2 separate regions of the Mus musculus genome follow, and region 2 is linked to region 1. The links are chromatin contacts, called in public capture Hi-C maps. All regions are on one chromosome and are shown on one strand. Each heading gives the region's core, a stretch centred on a gene start, on an enhancer-like site or on the middle of the called end of the contact. The rest is flanking DNA. Distances are from core to core; before and after follow the strand shown. Region 1 overlaps Tanc1 (tetratricopeptide repeat, ankyrin repeat and coiled-coil containing 1). Region 2 overlaps Marchf7 (membrane associated ring-CH-type finger 7).

Region 1 (4,923 bases), core at 761-3,260:
AGGAAACTGACTTAAAGCCTGCCAACACGTAAGATGCCAGGAAAGATGCCCTGATTGGGTCTGGGGTAGCAGACATGAAATATAGATTTTAAAAGATGTTAACTCAAGATTACTGGAGGGGGAGGTATGTGTTAGGCATTTGGGGGGGGGGGGCACGTTTAGAAGTGCCCACTGAGCTGGTCAAGGCATGTCAAAATAAAAGTGGGTGCAGAGCTAAAGCAGAGAAGCGAATTCACAGCTACGTATTTATATGAATCAAATTCTGGTAGAAAGGCCAGGATTAATTTGTATTTCTTCTCCTCAATGAGTCTACCCTGTCTTCCTCAGTGAAAAACATCTCTTTTCTTGAAATAAGTATACACATTTAAAATATTTATCATCATATGGACATAAAAATTGAACAGCTATAATTCAGAAGATGCCTTAAAACCCAGTATTTCTGAAAAATTTGGAAGGTCAGATTAGTGTGTGTGTGTGTGTGTGTGTGTGTGTGTGTGTGTGTGTGTGTATACATATATATATATATATACACACATATATATATATACATATATACATATATAATCTACTACTATATAGAATATATATTCCATATAGTAATAGATTTTTTATTCATTTTTACTTTATTAGTAAATAGATTTTATATATATATATATAATCTATATAATCTATCTATCTATCTATCTATCTATCTATATATATATATAGAGAGAGAGAGAGGCTTTTCCCCCTAAACTGGGATTAACACAAATTACAATTCCACCTGTAACAGTTGGAAGCAACTTGAAGGGGTGTCAGTAAGAAAACATTTCCTGAGGCATAGAGGAAACACCTTTTAAGCCATTTCTTTATAAAAGCTTTTCTTTTAAAGCAAGTGACTGCAAGTTGTTTTTACAGTGACCGCTACATCTGGGGTTCACACTTAGCAGGTTTTCACACTGCAAATCTGAAAATCAGCATCCAGGTAATACCAACGGTTTCAGTAAGTTAAGAGCAGGCACCAGAAGAACTTTTCTTTAAAATAAATAAAGACACTCACAGAGAACGCAGTTAGTCCCAGCCGCTTAGCCAGTACTTCCACATGACAGAGTCACTGCGCTTCTAAAGACTTGAATGTCGGGAGAACCTGGACCTCTTGGATAAAGTGGGGCTTCCTTCTAGATGACATGAGAAGGGTGAAGAGGCACAGGGAAGTTCCTTAAGCCCTGGTCTCCCAGAGCAAGAATTGGAAGGTGGTCCAGTATGTTCTAACGGTCACTGGCCCCTTGCTAAACTGTGGAAACCCAATGCAGCCGGGGTACCTGTGGTATCTGAGGAAGCTGCCCGGGCATGTGGCAACACAAGCTACTCTCCCTGCATCTGCTGGGTGGAGTGATTTAGATTCAACACGATCAGCGTGCTGGAAATCGGCCTAAGAAGTAAGAGGAGACTGAGGAATTTCCAAGGACAGGTTGGCACTTTTTGAAATGTCCCCTAATGCCCTGACTAAACTGTGCTCAGAACACTGCTTTGAGCCTTTTGCTGCCCCAAGCACACAAAACCCAGGAGGCCTGGGCCTTTGCTATTCAATGCTGGCTCCCCCAGTTCAAGTGGCTACCCCTACTTAAAATGGAAAGTTAAAGAAAAGCTGGGTCCCCTCTCTTCCAGCCGTGTCTCATTGGAACTCAAAGCCTCTCCAACACATTCTACAAAGGCGCTGCCAGGGCTTCTGAGGTGGGAAACCAGAGTGTTTGACCTTTGTTTCCGCCCAGTCAGATCAAGGGGTTCTTAAATCTTTTACTTTCTTAAACACCTATGATGCCCAATAGCTGGGACCACAGGCTGCAGTTCATAAACTCAGCAAGTTCTTCAGAACACAGAAACACGTCCTACCCCGGCAATCACAGAGCCACAAATACAGCATCCATGCCTGTCAGCTCCAGCTTGGGAACCTGCACAGCCTGCAGAGATTGCAGCAGGAGAATGCTCCTCCCCTCTGGCCTCTTCAGACACCTGCAGCTCAAGTCAGCCTGGAGAGGAAATTCTTGCTTCTTTTCCTTCTCCTCCCTACCACACCTTGGCAACAGACTTTAGTGCCACAGGTCACAGAGGAGAGAGAACGGAGGCACACGGGTCACCAGCACAGCCTCTCTCACCTACCCAGGGCCTTGACCGATGCAGTGCAAGCCTGGTGCCCAGAAGCTGGGGTCTCCCATTCATCTCAAGAGACTGCTAAACCCCCCCCCCCTCACTTTCCCATTCTTATGTCAATTTATTCAGCTCTTCATGCTTAGCCAAGTTAAGGGAAAATATCGACCAAGGAGCACTGTTGATGACATAAATGGTCCTAAGAACTTAAGACACCGTGATAGTAAAAGTTTTAACAAACCTACTCAAAATAGGAATCTCAAGAAGTTCTTTATAAGGCAACTAGAAGGTGGCTGCTTCAGGGCCATTGCAGACTGGCAGCAATTCTCTCCTTAATATCGCCTTCCTGGTACTCGGCTCGGATCCCAGAGTTGGTAAAACACAGCTCTCATCCGTATGGAGCCAAAATGAAATAGTAAGTACACTGAAGGAGACCACCGTGGGCTGCGGGAGCATCGACCACAGAGTCTCATAGCAGAGATGGGGGAGATTACAAAAATCAAGTGTTAGTTAGGAGCTTCCTGGCAGTTTAGTCCTTCCCTGGCAGAGCAGAAAGCTAAGCCAGTGCCTTTGCTTCTTGTGTGTAAATGCTAGCAGGGGCTGGGGATGGAGCTTAGCTGTATTTTGCTTGGTTCACACATACTGAGCCTTAGTCTGATACCTTGTATTGCAAAACAAGTCGGTTTCAACATTCCAGCCCTGCACCTGAGCAAGGGAAAAGCAAATGGCAGATGGGTGGCTCTGCTCCTGAACACGCTTGCAGACGTCTGACCTCCAGCCTGAATGGCACCTTTAAAATCGAGACACACTCAACGCCAAGACTCAAGCTAACAGTAAAGATGAGAAGTCTGTCCCAAAAAGGTAGCAGTGGCCAAATCCTTGAAGGGAGATTAAATTCTCAGAAGGACATGGCATTTCAAGAGCTAAGGAAGTCTCGTGTGGCTACCACTGAATTAGCATCAAAGGTCTGTCCATGGAGGAGAGCACAGACACAGAGCACAAACAAAGCTGCTCCGCAGGAAGAGCTTGCTGAAATGAATTCACAAAGCAGAAGAGGTAGAGAAGATGAGAAAGCCAACTGGCTGGATCAGCTCAGGCAAAGGCCTTGAGGCTGGGAAATAAATAAATAAATAAATAAATAAATAAATAAATAAATAAGGATTTGCGGTAAGGCCTCCATTCATACAGAATTCCCCAAATCAGCTCAAACAACAATTTCAAGCTGCTGGAATGTCACTCGTGGCAATGGCGACCGTGTTCTAAGACCAGCTTGTAAGGACAGGTACCTGATTTTGAACATACTAGAAGTTAACCGATAGTTTAAGGGAATGACTATTATGTGTAGATTACATTTTTTTTTCCCGAGACAGGGTTTCTCTGTATAACCCTGGCTGTCCTGGAGCTCACTTTGTAGACCAGGCTGGCCTCAAACTCAGAAATCCACCTGCCTCTGCCTCCTGAGTGCTGGAATTAAAGGCGTGCACCACCACGCCCGGCGTAGATTACATTTTGAAACCGAAATGAGTGCAACATGAAACGGATCCGTAAGAGTTCGGTCCCACCGAGATCAGCCTCCTGGCTGTAGCTGGGTCCTCCCCAATACATGCAGAGATCTACAGCGGGACCCCAGTACTTTCACGGGTGTGGGGTTCAGGAGCATCTTCAAAGTCTGAACTGGATAAACGCATGATTTGGTTTTTAAATTATACTTGGATGAAAGCGCAAGTGACCAGAGAACACGGAGCTCAGAGGTCTATTTGACTACGTATTAATGTGACTATGGAGCTGATGAAAGATGGCACATAACGGCTCCTCAAAGACATGGCCATAGCCCAGCAAAGGGAAGGCCGGGAACTGTTCAGAAGAGGCCCACTGTGATATCAACATGATTGTACAGCAGAAGGCTCGAGTGACGCCTTTGGGTCCCACCCGACTGTACCCGTCTGCTGGTGGAAAGCAGACACCCTAGATCACTGCTCTGCCACCGCTGAGCACGCCTGCAGGATCATACGAACAATCAGTCCAGGCTGGGGTACGGAAATGAACACTCTCAGAGTCACTGGATTCTAATATCGCACAGGTCTACGGGCTAACGAATTAGCTGAAATCCTTGGTTTTCTAGACAAGGAAGTATGTGAAGGAGTTAATTCAATATTGCTCAAGCCCATTAGAATTCAGTCTTCAACTCAGCAGGACTGCATCTACCAGGAGGCCCAGGAAGGCTTTCTTAGAAAACCCTGGCCTCAAAACAGTGACCAGATCCCATTATAAGCAACATTCAGAGAACACAAGCCCCATAGGTCATCAGGCGGGAAAGCAACCTTGAGATCTGGTTGTGAAAACTGCTTTATTTGCAGGCATTTCATTACCCTGCTGTGGTGCCCTAAGGGGACCTAATGCAAAGGAATGAAGTGACCGGGAAGGTGGGAGGGGTTTTGTTTTTGTTTTTGTTTTAAGAAAAAAAAAAAGCATATGGGTGCAGTGATATAAAATAAACATCAAGGAATAGAGAAGCTAAAATTCATTCTCTTGGCTGCAGGCAGCCCCCGAGTTGTCAGCAGTAAGGGGGGCGGGGGGTGTGTCTACAGTTTGACCTTCACGGGCCACAAGGAACCCTCTCACGAGGTGGCTATAGTGCTCCGGCTGCCATGCATCGGGCCGTTACATTGCCAGGTAGTGTGCTTCTTACCTATAATTCCACTGTCCTTGCTTTCCAGGGTGGAACTGGGGCTGCTAATGGTCTCGCAGGGACTTTTGCTGGCTGCCGTCTTGCTGACACAGCTATTCAAGGTCGAG
Region 2 (5,251 bases), core at 2,134-4,633, 460 kb before region 1:
AGCCCATTACGTGGGTTAGCATCTTACGGTTCTTCAATTCTCATCAATGCTGAGTACCCACTTCTACATAATTATCTTGGCTTATTTAGAAGAACATTTTCTCACCTTCTTACCAACAGTCTGACCTGAGGCTGTTCCTCAAATCAAATCATCTTGGATGCCCCAGGGATTTGTCTTAGCCCACTTCTTTGATACCTTGTCTTTCTCTAAAACTTTAACCCCAAAGCTTCCAGCATTACTTATAGTAATGTTGTGGTACTGGAAACTAATTTTGAGTGCTCCTTCTGAAATGATGAGACTTGTCTAGCTAACAGCCTATCTGATGTTTCTGTGTAGTTACTTAAAATGAAGTTCAAATATAGTACACATCCAAAATATAACTGAGTTACCCTGTCTCAATCTAATTTTATTTCTATCTTTCTTATTTCAGTAAAAGGTCTATAATTTCCTGGCAAATTTCAATAAACTTACCTCTAAAACATACCTATATCATCCCATTTCCATGAGAAATTATCAATCACCTACTCCAGCAAGTGCTTTGAGACTAGATTATGCTTAGTTTCCGGGCTACAGGTCTGGTCTTCCCCTGAAGCCTATTCTCCAGAGCAACCATCAAATAAGATCATTTCAGCCAGGTGGTAGTGCACACCTTCAGTCCCAGGCACTTGGGATACAGAGGCAGCCTGATCTCTGTGAGTTTGAAGTCAGCCTGGTCTACAAAGAGCTTCAGGACAGCCGAGTTTACACAAAGTAACTAACTTGGAAAATTAAAAAAAAAAAAATTTCTTTCAATTTTGCCTCCTTCAGTGACTTCCTATTATACCTAAATAAAAACTTAAGCTCTAACCCCTATTTTAAAAAGTCTTGCATGAGTTAGCCTCTGCTATTCTTAGCACAACTGTAACAACCAAACTGATATTCAACTATTAATTAGATGCCAGCCATTCCATGACCACTCAGTTCCTTAAATACACCTAAGTCTTTCCTAGTAGCTGTTCTCTCTGCTAAAATGTTCTTTTCCTTCTGAAAGCCAGATTCTTATTATCAAGGTCTAAAATTAAAAGGTGTAGCCTAAGAAAGGTGCTCCCTTAACAACCAATACCATGAAAACTGGTATAACAAAGGAATTCCTTGACAACCTGACAAATGGCACAGGCAATAAATCTTTCTCAAAATACACAGCTGCTAAATGGTGACTGTGTCTGATTTATCATTTAGTGTGGTTTAAGATGGACTATGTCATAAACACTGGTTAAATTATAATTATATATAGTATACAGATTTGTTAGTTGAAATACCTACAATATGTATATATCTTAGAAAAAGAATCTGAAAACAATTCTCTAAGAGGGTGAATCTTACCAGAATTAATTTTGGCTTGTAACCACTTTTTCATACACTCTTGATGGACGTACTGCAGGCTCCCTGTGCATTTGCACGGCTCTATCAATAAATTAGATGATGACGCTGCTGCCATCTGACAAATTCTACATAAGTCCCCTTCTTCTTCATCATCAGAGTCCTCTAAAAGGAGGCTGAAAGAGAAGGCACATAATTCAAAACTATCTTAATTCCTCCTAAATAGCCATTTCATTATCCAGAATCTCAATCTTTCATTTCTACTTCTACTGAGGAGTACGGCAAGCAGCACTGAGGGTGACCTGAGAGTTCCTGCCACTGTGAACACAATGTGGACACGACTAAGGCCTGCTGCACCGCACCACTGGTCATCTTCAAACGGCTCACCTTTTGTTTTCAGAAATGTATCTTAAGTCCACCTTTTTCAACATCACTGAGATTTTTAACTATTCAAGTGTTCTAGGTTACTGGAAACCCAACAGTAAAGGGTAACACACATGTCATTTGTCAACTGCAATACAATTGCAAGGTTACTGCAGAACCATCTTAATCGTTAAAACCCACATTTTCTATTATCCTCATAAACAGACTAACATGTACCATTTATATGTGAATTCTCTTTTAACAAGCAAAGTTTTCTGTTAAAAGTCATATTTTGTTAGTTAACTGATGGCACATCAAAGAGGCATACAATAAATGGACAGTATTGAACGAATACAGCCTGGACAGTGTGAGTCAAGTTAGCAAGACATTTACAGAAAGGGACACACGGACTTATGTAAGGTGACTTTCTGCCTTAGCTTAATCAGAAACACGACATTGAGCACAAACGACTCTGAAAAGCTAAACATTCTGTTTTGTATTTAACATGTCTCCCTTCATGTTTCAACTCTATTTTACTAAGTAGATCCAATTTTTCTGTGTTTATCAATCAGTGTAGTCTTAAAATCCTTATATAGGAGGTTAAAATATAATAAACACATAAAAACACATACTATAAACTCTGTCAAGATAAATGATCTTTTAAAACTATATTATCTAGGACGCGGTGTGGTAGTATGTGTCTTTAATACATGTGGGAGACAGAAGCAGGTAGATCTCTATTGGCTCCAGGCCAATTAGGGCTACATAATAATGAGACTATCTCAAAAAGAAAAAAAGCAAAAACCAACCAAATAAAACCAAAACCCACCTAACCAGGCAGAGCGGTACATCACTGTAAACAGTCAAGATCAATAAAGCCATCTTTGAAGGTAAGAAACCTAAGCTACAATCTTCAGATCGCTTACAATCAGCGGAAACTGCTATCATGAACAAGTAGTGACGCTAAAGAGTACTAGGGGAGAGTAAATGTTTCTTTAAAATAAAACTGTGGAAGTTTAAAATCAGGAAAATAACCCATATTAAAGTGTATCTTTAAAAGGGAAAATTGAGAAAAAAATAAGTGGTAAGCCAATTAATTTATTGAAGGCTAATATAGATTGGTAATTTGCTACCATTTGGTTCTTGTTCCTAACTCAATTCCATTTAGCAGTAACTCTATTTATGGAAAAAGAAACTGATCTGCATTTGTATGTATCAAGATAAATTAAGACATGTCAGATTCATCCTTCCTTCCCCCCCCCCCCCACCTTTTTGGTTTTTGGGGTTTTTTTTTTTGTTTTTTTGTTTTTTTTTTTCCGAGACAAGGGTTTCTCTGTGTAGCCCTGGCTGGCCTCGAACTCAGTAATCAGCCTGCTTCTGCCTCCCAAGTGCTGGGATTAAAGGCTTGTGCCACCACTGCCCCACACATCATTTCTTGGTAAAACTCATGCCCCAAAACTTACCTTACGGTTATATCACCATTTGTCTGTAAGAAAATTTAGATAACAAGAGCTATTTTAAATCTTTAATCTGATCTAGCTTACAATGTTTGTTAATATTCAAATTTACCTTTCTTTGATTTTCTGAAGTTTTTCTGGGTCTCTTGAAGGTGCACTTTTAGCTTTATCATTTTTCCCATCAGTTGAATTCCAACCAGAAGGAATAATATCTACAGTAATCATGACATTGTCAGCCAGATTACTGCCGAGTGCTGGTGGGACTGCAAACCGGAACAAGGAGCCAGGAAGAATCCCTGTTAGTCCTGGATTTCTTCCACCCTGAGGCAACTCTGGGGTGGAGCCACCTGCAGCAGCACTGCTTGACGCTCCAGATGCTTGTGGTCGGTTGGCAGCAGCCCCAAGGGAGTCACCCTGTGCTTCAAGATGAACTACTTCATTTGAATCTCTTCTGAAAATATGAGATCTAGGTGGTACATCTGACGTAGACATTCTTGAAGACTCATCCCTTCCCTCTCGCCTCCTTCTCGAGAACAAAGGTGTGCATCTATTTCTAAGTGAAGAAGACAACCATGGTCCTGAATTTCTACCTTCTGATTCTTGGTTAAAATTTTCTGCCTCTGGTTCAGAGCTATGATTTTGGCTGAGCGACGACAACCCCCATCTTCGCCTAAGAAATCTAAATCCCTGAGATGCTTCAGCTGCCCTGCCCTCACTGACGTCAGAGGACGAGGAGGTTCCATTATTCCGAGACTGTGAAGTCAGGGTTCTCGGAGAAATATAATTTTCAGAACTCAAAGATCTTGTATTCAAGGAATCTTGACTAGATCTTCGTGAGAAAAAAGTAGATGACATGCTAGAAGCTATCCGTGACAGCAATCTCCTAGTTGTACGCCTACCTTCATTGTCAGAAGATTCTCGATATGGTCTCTGAGATGAACCCCTTTCTGAATTGCTTATAGTTGGAGTTTCATTTCTACTTGAAAAATATGAAAATGCAGGATGTGAACTGTTGCGAAAAGATTCTGATTGTCTTGGAGAAAAATGTGATCTGAAAGAACTTCTACTGGAGTCCCTAGAACTTGGTACTGTCTGATGGTCAGAAGGCAATTGGTGATTGGTGGATGATGAATTCAACTGTAAAGTGCTCACTGCATTCTCTTTTGGTCTTGCTCCCTGTGAATATGAAGAAGGAACTCTTTCTTGAACATCTATTTTTGAAAGAAGGGAAGGTAACCAATTATGAAATAATTTAAGCATTATTGAATGCACATTTATTGACTCCTGCCAAACTGAAAGACTAGGGTTTGAAATGAAATGCTATCTATCTTATAACAAACAGTTTAACTATTATAAGAAAAAATTTACTTCTGAAGTACTCCTGAGTAGAGTACAAACTCAAAGTAGAGTACTGCAAATTCAAAAACAGAGCTGATGACACAAGTGAAATGCATTAATGGGAAACGGATACTGACACACAACTTTAAGCCAAATAATACAGTGTAATGGTTAAAAAAATATGCATTCCAGGAAAACAGTTCTCAAGATTCTTCTTATTCTATGCAATAAATATGAAGATTACTTTACATAAATGTTTAGGGCCCATATAATTTCATGCTATGCCTTGCTAACAAGTAAGAATGTCTAGTCCTTTAACACTGGCTGGAACTGTGCTCAATCCAGGCCTCTGCTAATCTGCATTTTCAAAAGCAAGACAGGGAGGAGGGATCCTGTCAGCACTTGGGTGGCAGAGGGAGGATCACCAGGTTCCTCTGCTTTTCAGGGTGGCCTTGCCTCAAGGTCAACCAGATAAAAAACAGACCTCCTGAACTGGCCGTTTCAATCTGAGTGGAGATCACAAACACTACTAGTCTTTTATGAAAAAACACTTTCCATCTACCCCGTGTAAGAGGTACATTTATTACTCTATTAACTTATTGGGACCACAAAAGAATAAACTATCCACAGGCTGAGCCTATATCTGCTGACTGTGATTAAAAGAAGCACCACCCCCACTCCTCCACGTTACTGTTAACTCTGAGCAGCACTCTTCTGTTACTCACTTAAATATG

Evidence for each region. Capture Hi-C pulls out chosen DNA fragments and counts their contacts.
Region 2: a contact with region 1 is called in a capture Hi-C map of embryonic stem cells, with 3 times the contacts expected there. The contact joins two enhancer-like sites. A contact is called at or near these places in 1 of 115 datasets of contacts at active chromatin or transcription factors (embryonic stem cells) and 1 of 9 other capture datasets (embryonic stem cells).

What each region holds. Positions count from the first base shown.
Region 1 is chr2:59,772,433-59,777,355 of GRCm38.p6, reverse strand. It overlaps Tanc1 (tetratricopeptide repeat, ankyrin repeat and coiled-coil containing 1), which reads right to left. Exons shown (of 27, transcript NM_198294.3): 7 at 4,817-4,923. Among named protein-coding and RNA genes, the nearest start is that of Wdsub1, 110 kb to the left of the region's middle. Within about 2 kb of position 2,010, at least 25 of the 459 cell types and tissues checked have an H3K27ac peak or open chromatin away from gene starts, as enhancers often do. A contact at or near this core is called in embryonic stem cells, where this site is marked.
Region 2 is chr2:60,233,038-60,238,288 of GRCm38.p6, reverse strand. Marchf7 (membrane associated ring-CH-type finger 7) reads right to left here. Exons shown (of 10, transcript NM_020575.2): 5 at 3,292-4,390; 6 at 1,363-1,535. Among named protein-coding and RNA genes, the nearest start is that of Marchf7, 26 kb to the right of the region's middle. Within about 2 kb of position 3,383, at least 14 of the 459 cell types and tissues checked have an H3K27ac peak or open chromatin away from gene starts, as enhancers often do. A contact at or near this core is called in embryonic stem cells, where this site is marked.